2 separate regions of the Sus scrofa genome follow, and region 2 is linked to region 1. A link is a contact called in public HiChIP or PLAC-seq data. All regions are on one chromosome and are shown on one strand. Each heading gives the region's core, a stretch centred on a gene start, on an enhancer-like site or on the middle of the called end of the contact. The rest is flanking DNA. Distances are from core to core; before and after follow the strand shown.

Region 1 (5,001 bases), core at 1,038-3,537:
TTTATTGATCAGCAAACTATTATCTGGTATGTTTAATTGTAGAAGGATGAATGTGTGTGCACACAAGCTTGTATCTTGTTGCTGAGGCTTTTTGCTGTCTCAAAGTTGGACGAAGCAAAACTGAACTTGAACCAGGATGGGGGTTTGGTGGTCAGACAAACCAGCCAACCATGACCACCAGCTAGTACGGTCATGGTAAGAACAGATAGTTAAGTCCTCAGACCATTGCAGAGCAGGTAAGAATGAGGTGTGTCTGACAGCTCACCTTTTGGAATAAGAGCCCAGATACTCCTTGTACAGCTATTGACTTATGACCATCTGCATGTGAAAGCCCCTTAACCACAAGAGATTTTTTTGGAGGGAACAGAGGCTGTCGGATCAAGAATATAAGCAAATGGGGGGAGGGGGTGATATCTTTTAACACGGATGCCAATATAGGATTTTGTTTTTCAACTCGTTCTTCCACTTAGTTTTGAGGCTGCAGGATCGCTGGGTCATTAGGCCAGCGATTACAAATGAATTACCTATACATGTGGTTTATTTTGCCTGCACCATGTTTTTGTTTTTTTAAATTAGAGTGAGCCAATATTTAAAACAGATTTCACATGAAAATCTTCATTTGGGGTTTTTCTGTAACAAAAAACCTGGAGACCTGGCAATATCAGGCCTGAGTAGCAGCTGTTGCCTAGAGATGACTCATGGCTGTTTCTAGAGACAGGACCTGTACTCTATCAAGACTATTTAATGAATTTATATTACCTACTTGGTACTCTCATAATCACTGGAAGCATATGTCTCTTCCATCAAGTTACTCTAAAAGCACCCTGAGAAAAAAAAAGACTGAGTCTGTCTTTTATAAACTCAAGGTCTATAACTTGAGAGTTAACATTTTAGACATTGAAATGGTCTGAATGTTTGTGCCTCCCTCCCCGCAAGTTCATGCTGAAATCCGAATGCCTGATGGGAGGGTATTAGGAAGTGAGGCCTTTGGGAGGTCCTTGAGTCATGAGCTGGAACCCTCGTGAATGGGATTACTGCCTTATAAAAAACCTCCAGAGAGAGTCCTAGCCCCTTTCATCACGTGAAGACACAACAAGAAGTAGCAGCAATGAACCAGGAAGAGGGCCCTCACCAGAAGTCAACCATGCTGGCACCTTCAGAACTATAAGCAATCCACTTTTGATAAGCCACCCAGTATGTGGTATGCTGCAATAGCAGCCTGAAAAGACAAACCGATAGTGTCCTTTTTAATTTCGAATTGACTTTCTAAATTAATATTTAGGGGAAGTAAGTGGAATTTTGTCAACTTATTCTTAAATATGTATCTGCTAGTTCAACACATACATTTCCAGTAACCCCTGATCACTAGAGGAAAATAACCTCTGATCTGGAAGAGAGAGGGAGGATTTTTAACAGTTTCACAAATAGGGCAAGCCTCGTGGAAATAAACTGCAGAAGTTGGTGTCCTTCACATGGGTTGAAGCTTTCGATGAATTATCTGGAAATCCCTTTTCCTGTATGTAGAGCAAACAGCTGCTTGCCAGTCTTTCCACTGGCAAATCATCAAATCCTCTAAGAAATTTGAAAGAGGAACTAATTATATCCTGTTTTCCCAACTGGGGTTCTGAATCTTTTCACTGATTTCTGTGTCTGTGATGGGACTGGGAGCCCTGTAAAGGACTTGAGAGTCTGGCAGCAATAGTTGGGGAAAGAAAGAGTAAAGGAAAATGTTTAGTTTCGTCAGACTCCCCTTTTCCCTGCTTGTATTACAGGAACAGACCACTTCCATTGGAATAGTCACTTTCTAAGGAGAATGTATGATTGTCATAGAATATGTCATATTTCTTTTTTTCTTCTGTAACACGAGATGACCACCAATGTCTCTTTCAAAATTCAGATTTTGTGACACCTGAATGACTGATCTTGGAGACTCAGTTTCTTCATCTGTAAACTGGGGAGAGCAACTGTTGGGAAGATTAATGCAAATGTTTGTGTGTTCCTCACTAATTTTACCAAATTAAATATGTTCCTTGAAGAGCCAGTACTATCGTGGCAGAGAGAGGGAAACGTGCATTTACTGGGGGGAAAAATAGTGTTAGCAGGACACTAAAACAGTGAAGAAAACCGTGGTGGCTATCCAAAGTTAAGGTCTCTCGGAACCACATATCTTATCTTTCTTCGTTGTCGCTCCGGGCCTTTTTCCCCGGTCGTACCCCGGGCCTGCTCTGCCCTCTCTCAGGAAGTGAAAGCCTGGCTCCCCTGCCAGTGCATGCTGGGACTTGGAGTCTCCTTACTAAAGACTCCGGGTGGCGGCGCTGAGATCAGCTGGGTGGCTGGAACCGCCAGCACGTGGCGGGAAGGGGCGGCGCGCGCTAGCTGTCTGCTCCCGGGAGCGGCAGGGGCTGCCCGCCCTCGCGTCTCCCGTCCGGGTGCCCTCCCGACATGCCCGAGGAGGCGGATTGCCCCCCGGCCAAGAGATTCCGGCCGGGCGCTGGGCCTCCGAGCCGCGCCCGGCCCTGCCCTCCCGGGCGGCGAGTAGTGATGCTGCTGAATGCGGGCGGCAGCGGAGGAGGCAGGAGGCAGCAGCCGGCCCTGGCCCACCCCTCGACCAGCCCCTACCCTGAGGCCGTGGAGCAGCAGCGCCGGAGTCTGCCCATCTTCCAGGCGCGGGGGCAGCTGTTGGCCCAGCTCCGAAACCTGGACAGCGCTATCCTCATCGGTGAGTGACCGCGCCGGCGGGTCCTTCCTCGTTACCTGTTCCGGCTTCTCGAAAACAGCTTTTCTTAGATGCCTATCGCCGTCTTTCATTAGTTTCTACAACAAACTTGACGGCCTTTTCTGTGCGGGGGCCAGGCGAGGGCCTCGGAGGAGAGTCGGACAGCCCCTCTCTGGAGGCTCTCACAGCCAGGGCAAGTGACCCACCCGTTAGGCAAAGACTCACCTTCCCTGTGAAAGGGTACAGGGGCGCAGCGGACACTTCGAGAGCTGAGAGGAGTGGATTACTCAGGGAGGGATGGCTGGGGAGGTGGTCCCCAGAAGGCGATGGACACAGGGGAGAGGGCCTGCAGCATGAGAGACTTAAGTGGAGGTGAGAAAGGGCCCTATCTAACGCAAGCAGTTGTTTCTGGTGCACAAAGTAAGAGGCAGAGTTGAGGGCAGGGGACTTCGTAAGGAGCTTCGATCCCAACATTTAAGTAAGAGGAGCTCCTGAAAGACCGAGAGGATGAGTTTTCGAAGAGGGGAAGGAGACCCAGGAGAGGTGATAGTCTAAGGATGGAGTTGTAAGAAGGGAGGAAACAGACGCACCAATGAGGTCCAGTAAATACGGAACCAGAAAGATGCCTGCTGGATTGGATGCAACGTATGGTTCAGGGGTCCATTTGAGCTCTATTTCAGCAGAGCTGTCAGGGTGGGAGCTGATTTCTTACTGGGCTGAGGAGTAAGTAAGGGGTGAGGATCTGAAGATAGTGGGAGCCGACATCTGTTTGGAGAAAAAAGAGGGGGACCTAGAGGAGCTTGCAAGTATTCACAGGTTGAGGGGAAGAACTCAGTAGAGACGGAGGCCAAGGATGGAAGGTGGGCACTATTAGAGCAGGGGGTGGGGGCAGGAAGAGGAGCACTTGGCCACAAGGCCGGGTGCAGAGCTGGCCTGGACTAGGAGGAGGGATGCCCAAGAGGATGAGGGAGCTGAAGAAGGGAGGTCAGAATGGGGGTGGCTGCAGAAAGGCTTGGGGGAGGTGGAAGGAGATCGCATTTGAGGGCTTAACTTTTTCTGTGAAATAGGCGAGGGGGATGTGTTGAGAATGGGAGTCATAGGGGCCTTGGGGAGGATGGGGACAGAAAAAGGGCTGCAAAAACAAGCAAAAAGATTGACAGCAGTGCTGGTGCCCAGGTGCCTTTGGGTCCCTGCAAACTCGGGTCGTTGTCGGCAGTGTTGGGTTATTTTACTGTAGCCATGCTCGGTTTCTTGCGGTAGGAAGAGAAAAGATGGGCAAGGAGACGTTGATCCAAGTTTGGGTTTTTCCTGGTGGACTCAGGAGGAGGAGTGCATAAAAATCTGTTGGTCCAAAGATTCTTGTTCTGGTCAGGAAGCTTGAGCAATCAGAGGGGAAGAAAGATGGGCCCGTAGGGCTCTCAGGGCAGAGACAGGGCAGTGGGAGCTGTTGGCAAGGAACACAGGTTCACCAAGTTCTTCACCCTGAATGGGCGCTGGGAGGGTAGGAAATAAAGCTGCCCTTAAGGGCCTTCTTTGCCCTCCAGGGGCTTTTATTTTCTTTTTAGGGCTGCACCTGTGGCATATGGAAGTTCCCAGGCTAGGGGTCAAGCTGGAGCTGCAGCTGCCGGCCTACACCACAGCCACAGCAACGCTAGATCCTTAACCCACTGAGCGAGGCCAGGATCGAACCCACATCCTCATGGATACCAGTCAGGTTCATTACCGCTGAGCCACAACGGGAACTCCTCCAGGGGCTTCTGATATTGTTAAGGGGCAGAAAAGTTTCATAGACTGCAGGGGGATCAGTGACGGGAGAGAGGTGAATGAGACACTACAAATACAGAGGAGGCAGGTGCAGCCCCTGGGGAGAGAGTTTGAGGTCTAATTCATCTTGTAGAGCTTGTCAGGCAGGAGTGTGGGAGCAGGTGTCTCATCACAGTGTGGACAAAGGCTGAGGGTCTGAAGGCAGGCTGGGGGTGGTGAGGAGTTAGCTGTGGCTGCAGCGAGGGAGCTGGAGTCTCTTGACATCAGTACACGGACATCTCACTTATCCTTTTAAAAAGTAGGACATCTCTGTATAACAGTTATGTTTCATCGTATGATTTTACGGTTCCGGCTTATCGCTGACCTTGTACATTGTTTTCAGCTTTTGGCTGTCAGGAGCAAAGGTGACAAAAACATCATTGAAGCTGTATCTTTATTTCCTTAGAATCAATTCCTACAAGTAGAATCGTGGGTCAAAGGGTAGAAACATTTTAAAGATGTTCCTAATATAATTTGGCCTT
Region 2 (4,963 bases), core at 130-2,629, 35 kb after region 1:
CTGGGTGATAACAGCTCAGTATCCACTGTGCCATTAGAAAAGTTAGGCTGCTTCCAAATTCCTGCTCCTCTAGATATGGCTCTGGTGGTCGCCTCCGTTTTTCACCTTTGAGCAATCTTGTCTCCTAGGGGACATACGGCAACACCTGGAGCCATTTTTGGTTGTCACAGGGCTAGTTGTAGGGCTATTGATATCTAGTAGGAAGAGGCCAGGAAGGCTGCTAATCATTCTACAATCCTGAAACAGCCTCCCATAACAAAGCGCCAATTTCTTCAAAACGTCAAGAGCCAAGGGTGAGAAATGCTGCTGTCAACAGTCATTTCTAGGAGTTCCCATCCTGGCGCAGTGGTTAATGAATCCGACTAGGAACCATGAGGTTGCAGGTTTGATCCCTGGCCTTGCTCAGTGGGTTAAGGATCCGGTGTTGCCGTGAGCTGTGGTGTAGGTCACAGACACGGCTCGGATCCTGCGTTGCTGTGGCTCTGGTGTAGGCTGGTGGCTACAGCTGCGATTAGACCCCTAGCCTGGGAACCTCCAAATGCCACGGGAGCGGCCCTAGAAAAGGCAAAAAGACAAACAAACAAACAAACAAAACCAGGCAATTCTAGCATCAGATTATTTCTCTGGAACATATCCATTATTTCAGAGATTCTGGAAAGACAGGCCATAGTACTTACAAGAACCAGGCTGAGTTCAGAATAGGTCAGGACTGACTGCAGGCTACAGCTCTACAAAGCCTTAGTCATGGAGGCTCAAAAAGTTTGAAATAGAGAAATAATTTCCGGAATTGGAAATAATATCTAATTATTCTCTTCCTCTCTGGCATAGACATAAGGTCTCGCATGCGGTGAGTATACAAGGTGCCTCTCTGGTGTCCTCCCACCCGACAACAGCGGTGGTGTCACTGAAGAGGTGTAGAGGTGGACCACAGCTCACACTGAAAACAAACCCGAATCCAAAAGGAAGGCTTCTTGGGACTAGACCAGTCCAGGCTAATCCCACACCGAGGGGTCCAGAAACTCTAGGAAGTGACTGGACTACAGGTAGGAGGCCCAAGTGCCAGGTCCACCCCCCAAGACACCTGCCTCATCTGCTGAGAGAAGTCACGGAGGAGACCGGTTCCCGGGACGGACTAAGGAGGTGACAACGGCTCGGCCAAGGCTTCCCATATCCCACACTCACCTGCCTAAAAGCCGCCTTCCAAGGCGGCGAGCCCACCAGTTTATACAGAGAGCGGTGCCGAGACCCTGACGCCTCTGCCATTTGCTTTTCCCGGGAGTCGCCGCCAGAAAGCCCAGCCGCGGAGAGCGCGCAGAATCCTGGGAGTTGCAGTTTCCGGGTGCCCGCCGCACCAGGTCGCGGGGAATTCTGGGAGGCATTGTCCTTCGGGCCAGCCCCATTCCTTTACAGATTTAGGCAAACCCAAGATGGGTGACGGAAGTAGTGACATTTGTGAGGGCTACCCAATCTGGACTACTTTAGGAGAGGTAAGCCTTGAGGGGAGGTTTTGGATGTCTAGGTTTATCCTGGTGGGGGTGTCCAATAAGCAATAAGATACACATGTCTCAGGCTCCACCCCCGGCTCTAGACTGCCACACCCCCAAAGCTTGCTTTATGCCCGCAAGGTTCAGTTGACCTCATCCCGCCTCCTTTGGCTTCAGAAGAAATGCTGAACTGGCGATTGGCTTTCCTTTGGCCAATGCTGCCGCCTGATGGGCTGGCCTCGCCTTCGCCCCACCCCCTAGCTCTGTTTCCAGCTTCCGGGATGCCTGCTCGATGATTGGCTGAAGCGGTAGGCAGCTAGGCGCGGATTGGCTGCTCTCAGCGGCGGCCTGACCAACTGAGCAGAGGCGAGCTGTTGGGCTGAGATGGCGGCGGTCGAAGGAGCTACGGGCGACGGCGAGGTGTGGCAGACCTGGCTTCCTAATCACGCCGTGTTCTTGCGGCTCCGGGAGGGACTGAAAAACCAGAGCCCAGCCGAAGTGGAGAAGCCGGCTTCTTCATCATTGTCCTCGTCGCCGCCATTGCTGACAAGAAACCTGGTCTTAGGCCTCGGCGGAGAGCTCTTCCTGTGGGACGGAGAAGGCAGCTGTTTCTTAGTCGTTCGCCTTCGGAGCCTCAGCGGCGCGGGCGAGGAGCCCTCCCTTTCTCAGTACCAGGTACGACCAGGCTGATCTTGGAAAAGAACCTCAGCTGGGCTCCGAACTAGCTTTTTCGTTCTTTTCCTATCCTGGCTGTTTTTTATCTGCTGGGAGGGGTGCTACAGACGTCCTTTTGGGGGGCGTCCAGCAACGAGTGGGAAAGTCTTTTATTTTCATTCGCCTCAGTGTGGCCACAGAATCTTTTGGAGACTCTCGTCCCGTATTTCACTCCTTTGACAAGTATTCATTGACAATGTGCGGGACACTTACAAGAACTTATGCGCTCAAGAGGTCTGGGAGGAAGGGAAGGACGGTGGATTAACAATAAAATGTAGATGCAGGATGTCTGAAGAAAAACAAAGCAGGGTTAAGTGGGTGCACGTGCTATTTTTAGTGGCTCCTGAGAACCTATTTCCTGACGTCACACTCCTAATAGGGCAGGGACGTCCTGTCTTTCTCTTGGGGTTGTTGTGAGCATCAAGTTTGGCGCCTGAGGTGGAGGAGGAAAACCCTCTTAATTCTTTCAAGAAATTAGGCCAACCCTAGAGATGAAGAGGATTTTTTGCTTGTTTTTGAGAAGCCAACAGCATGTGAAAGTAGCTGTGATCAGAAAATCTCCCAGGGCTCTTGTGATCATCAAACATTGCTTTATGGGAGTGTTTATTTATAATAAACTGATTCTTGTCTTTTAACAGTTGAAAAAATAAACAGGAGTTCCTGTGGTGGCTCAGCAGGTTAAGGACCCCTGGTTGTCTCTGTAAGGATGCAGGTTCGATCCCTGGCCTTGCTCAGTGGGTTAAGGATTCAGCATTGCCGCAAGTTTTGGCCTCAGTTGCAGATGGGGCTCCGCTCTGGTGTTGCCAAGGCTATGGCACAGGCTGCAGCTGCAGCTCTGATTGACCCCTGGCCCAGGAACTTCGATATGCCGCAGGTGCAGCAGTAAAAAGAAAAAAAAAAAAAAAACAAGAAAAACCTGGCATCCATTTTAACACATGGCATCTATTGTGTGCTGTTGTTTGATTCTTATGATGAGAAATGATTTGAATAAGGTGCTAACAGTGTTTCTGCAGTTTTGAAAATAGATCACAAGCCTACAATCTACTTATTCTAAAATTTCAGTTTATTTTTATTTATTTATTTATTGTTTTTTTAGGGCCACACCTGAGTCATATGGAAGTTCCCAGGTTAGGGGTCCAATCGGAGCTGTAGCTGCTGGCCTATGCCACAGCCGTGCCAAATCTGAGCCGTGTCTGTTGACCTACACCACAGTTCACGGCAACACCGGATCCTTAGCCCGCTGAGCAAGGCCAGGGATCAAACTTGAGTCCTCATGGATACTAGTCATATTGGTTTCTGCTGAGCCACAACAGGAACGCCCTAAAATTTCAGTTTATAAGTGTAATTGTTAGATGCTCAGCACACAGTATCAAAATAGCACCCTTGGGAGTTCTCTGGTGGTCTGGTGGGTAGGATTTGGCACTTTCACCACGTGGTCAGTCCCTGGTCTGGGAACTGACATCCCACCTCAAACTGCTGCATGCTGTGGCCAAAAATAGATAGATAGATAAAATGTACACACTTAAAACACACACACACACACACACAAAATAGCACCTTATATTGCTGTGCAGAATTTAGCACTGTCATGATTAAATTATATATACTTGTTCATTGTATGAATTCTTTTCTAGATTGTAAGCACGAAGGCAAGGACAATGTCTGCCTTACTTATTTTTGTGTCCCCAGTACTTCAGTGTACCTGGAACATACAAGCTCTCAGTACATATTGATGACTATCTGAATAACTTTCAGTCCTCTAGAATCTCAGAAACTCAGAGATAGGCAAGAAAGCAACTTAACATGAGTTGCAGCTGTAAATGAAACAAAAACATGGGTGATGACTTTTAAAATCAAACCAAATCAGGAGTTCCTGGTGTGATGCAGTGGGTTAATGATCCGGCATTGTCTCTGTTGCAACACAGGTTTGATCCCTGGCCCAGGAACTTCCATATGCCGCAGGTGTGGCTGAAAAAAAAAAAAAGACCTCAAAAACCACCAAATACTATGATTATCACAAGTGACCTATGGTGGTTAGATTTGTTTAGCTGAGGAAAGGTGTTCTTTGTTTTGAGGTAGATTGTGAGACTCAAGTAGAAAGAAGATTGAAAAGATAGGGAAGAGGAACTAACCACTGATGAGGGTGGGGGGGGAACCTATTTGATTAGAATCAGCAAAGAGCAGCTAACCGCCCCCCCCCCCAAAAAAAACCCCAGACTTACAGACATCAGTATTTTTTGTCTTTTTTTTTTTTTTTTTTAGGGCCGAGCCCACTGCACATGAAGATTCCCAGGCTAGGAGTCTAATCAGCTGCAGCTGCTGGGCTACACCATAGCCACAGCAATACTGGATCCATAACCCACTGTAAGAGGCCAAGGATTAAACCAGCATCCCCGTGGATGCTAGTCAGATTCATTTCCTCTGAGCCACAGTGGGAACTCCTCAGACATCAGTATGAATTGAAATCACATTATATTCAACTTTTTTTGTCTAAAAGTATTTGGGCTTAGGGTAACTCACTATACTTAAGGATAAGCAATACATTGGTAACCATGATTTATTCCTGAATGTGAAAAGAAAATGGAAATTTTGAGATGTTTATGAGAAAAGAGCGCTTTTTTTTTTTTTGAGGACATATGATACCAAGACAAACAGCTTAACAGAACCCCCGAAAATATCACCATTCTGGAGTTCCCGCCATGTTGCAATAGGATCCGAGTTGTTTTGGGTGTGCTGGGAGGCAGATTCGAGTCCCCTGGCCTGGC

Evidence for each region. HiChIP or PLAC-seq counts read pairs in DNA pulled down with a chosen protein or histone mark.
Region 2: an H3K27ac HiChIP or PLAC-seq map of skeletal muscle shows a contact between it and region 1. The contact joins the promoter of NUP88 here to the promoter of DHX33 in region 1. A contact is called at or near these places in 1 of 5 promoter capture datasets (liver), 1 of 47 Hi-C or Micro-C datasets (epiblast stem cells) and 2 of 2 datasets of contacts at active chromatin or transcription factors (alveolar macrophages and skeletal muscle).

What each region holds. Positions count from the first base shown.
Region 1 is chr12:51,524,784-51,529,784 of Sscrofa11.1, forward strand. It overlaps DHX33 (putative ATP-dependent RNA helicase DHX33), which reads left to right and starts at 2,288. Exons shown (of 13, transcript XM_021067729.1): 1 at 2,288-2,719. The coding sequence starts at 2,443. It overlaps DERL2 (derlin-2), which reads left to right. Exons shown (of 7, transcript XM_021067723.1): 7 at 1-16.
Region 2 is chr12:51,561,076-51,566,038 of Sscrofa11.1, forward strand. It overlaps NUP88 (nuclear pore complex protein Nup88), which reads left to right and starts at 1,380. Exons shown (of 17, transcript XM_021067743.1): 1 at 1,380-2,159. The coding sequence starts at 1,869. It overlaps RPAIN (RPA-interacting protein), which reads right to left and starts at 1,343. Exons shown (of 7, transcript XM_021067747.1): 1 at 1,183-1,343. The coding sequence starts at 1,263.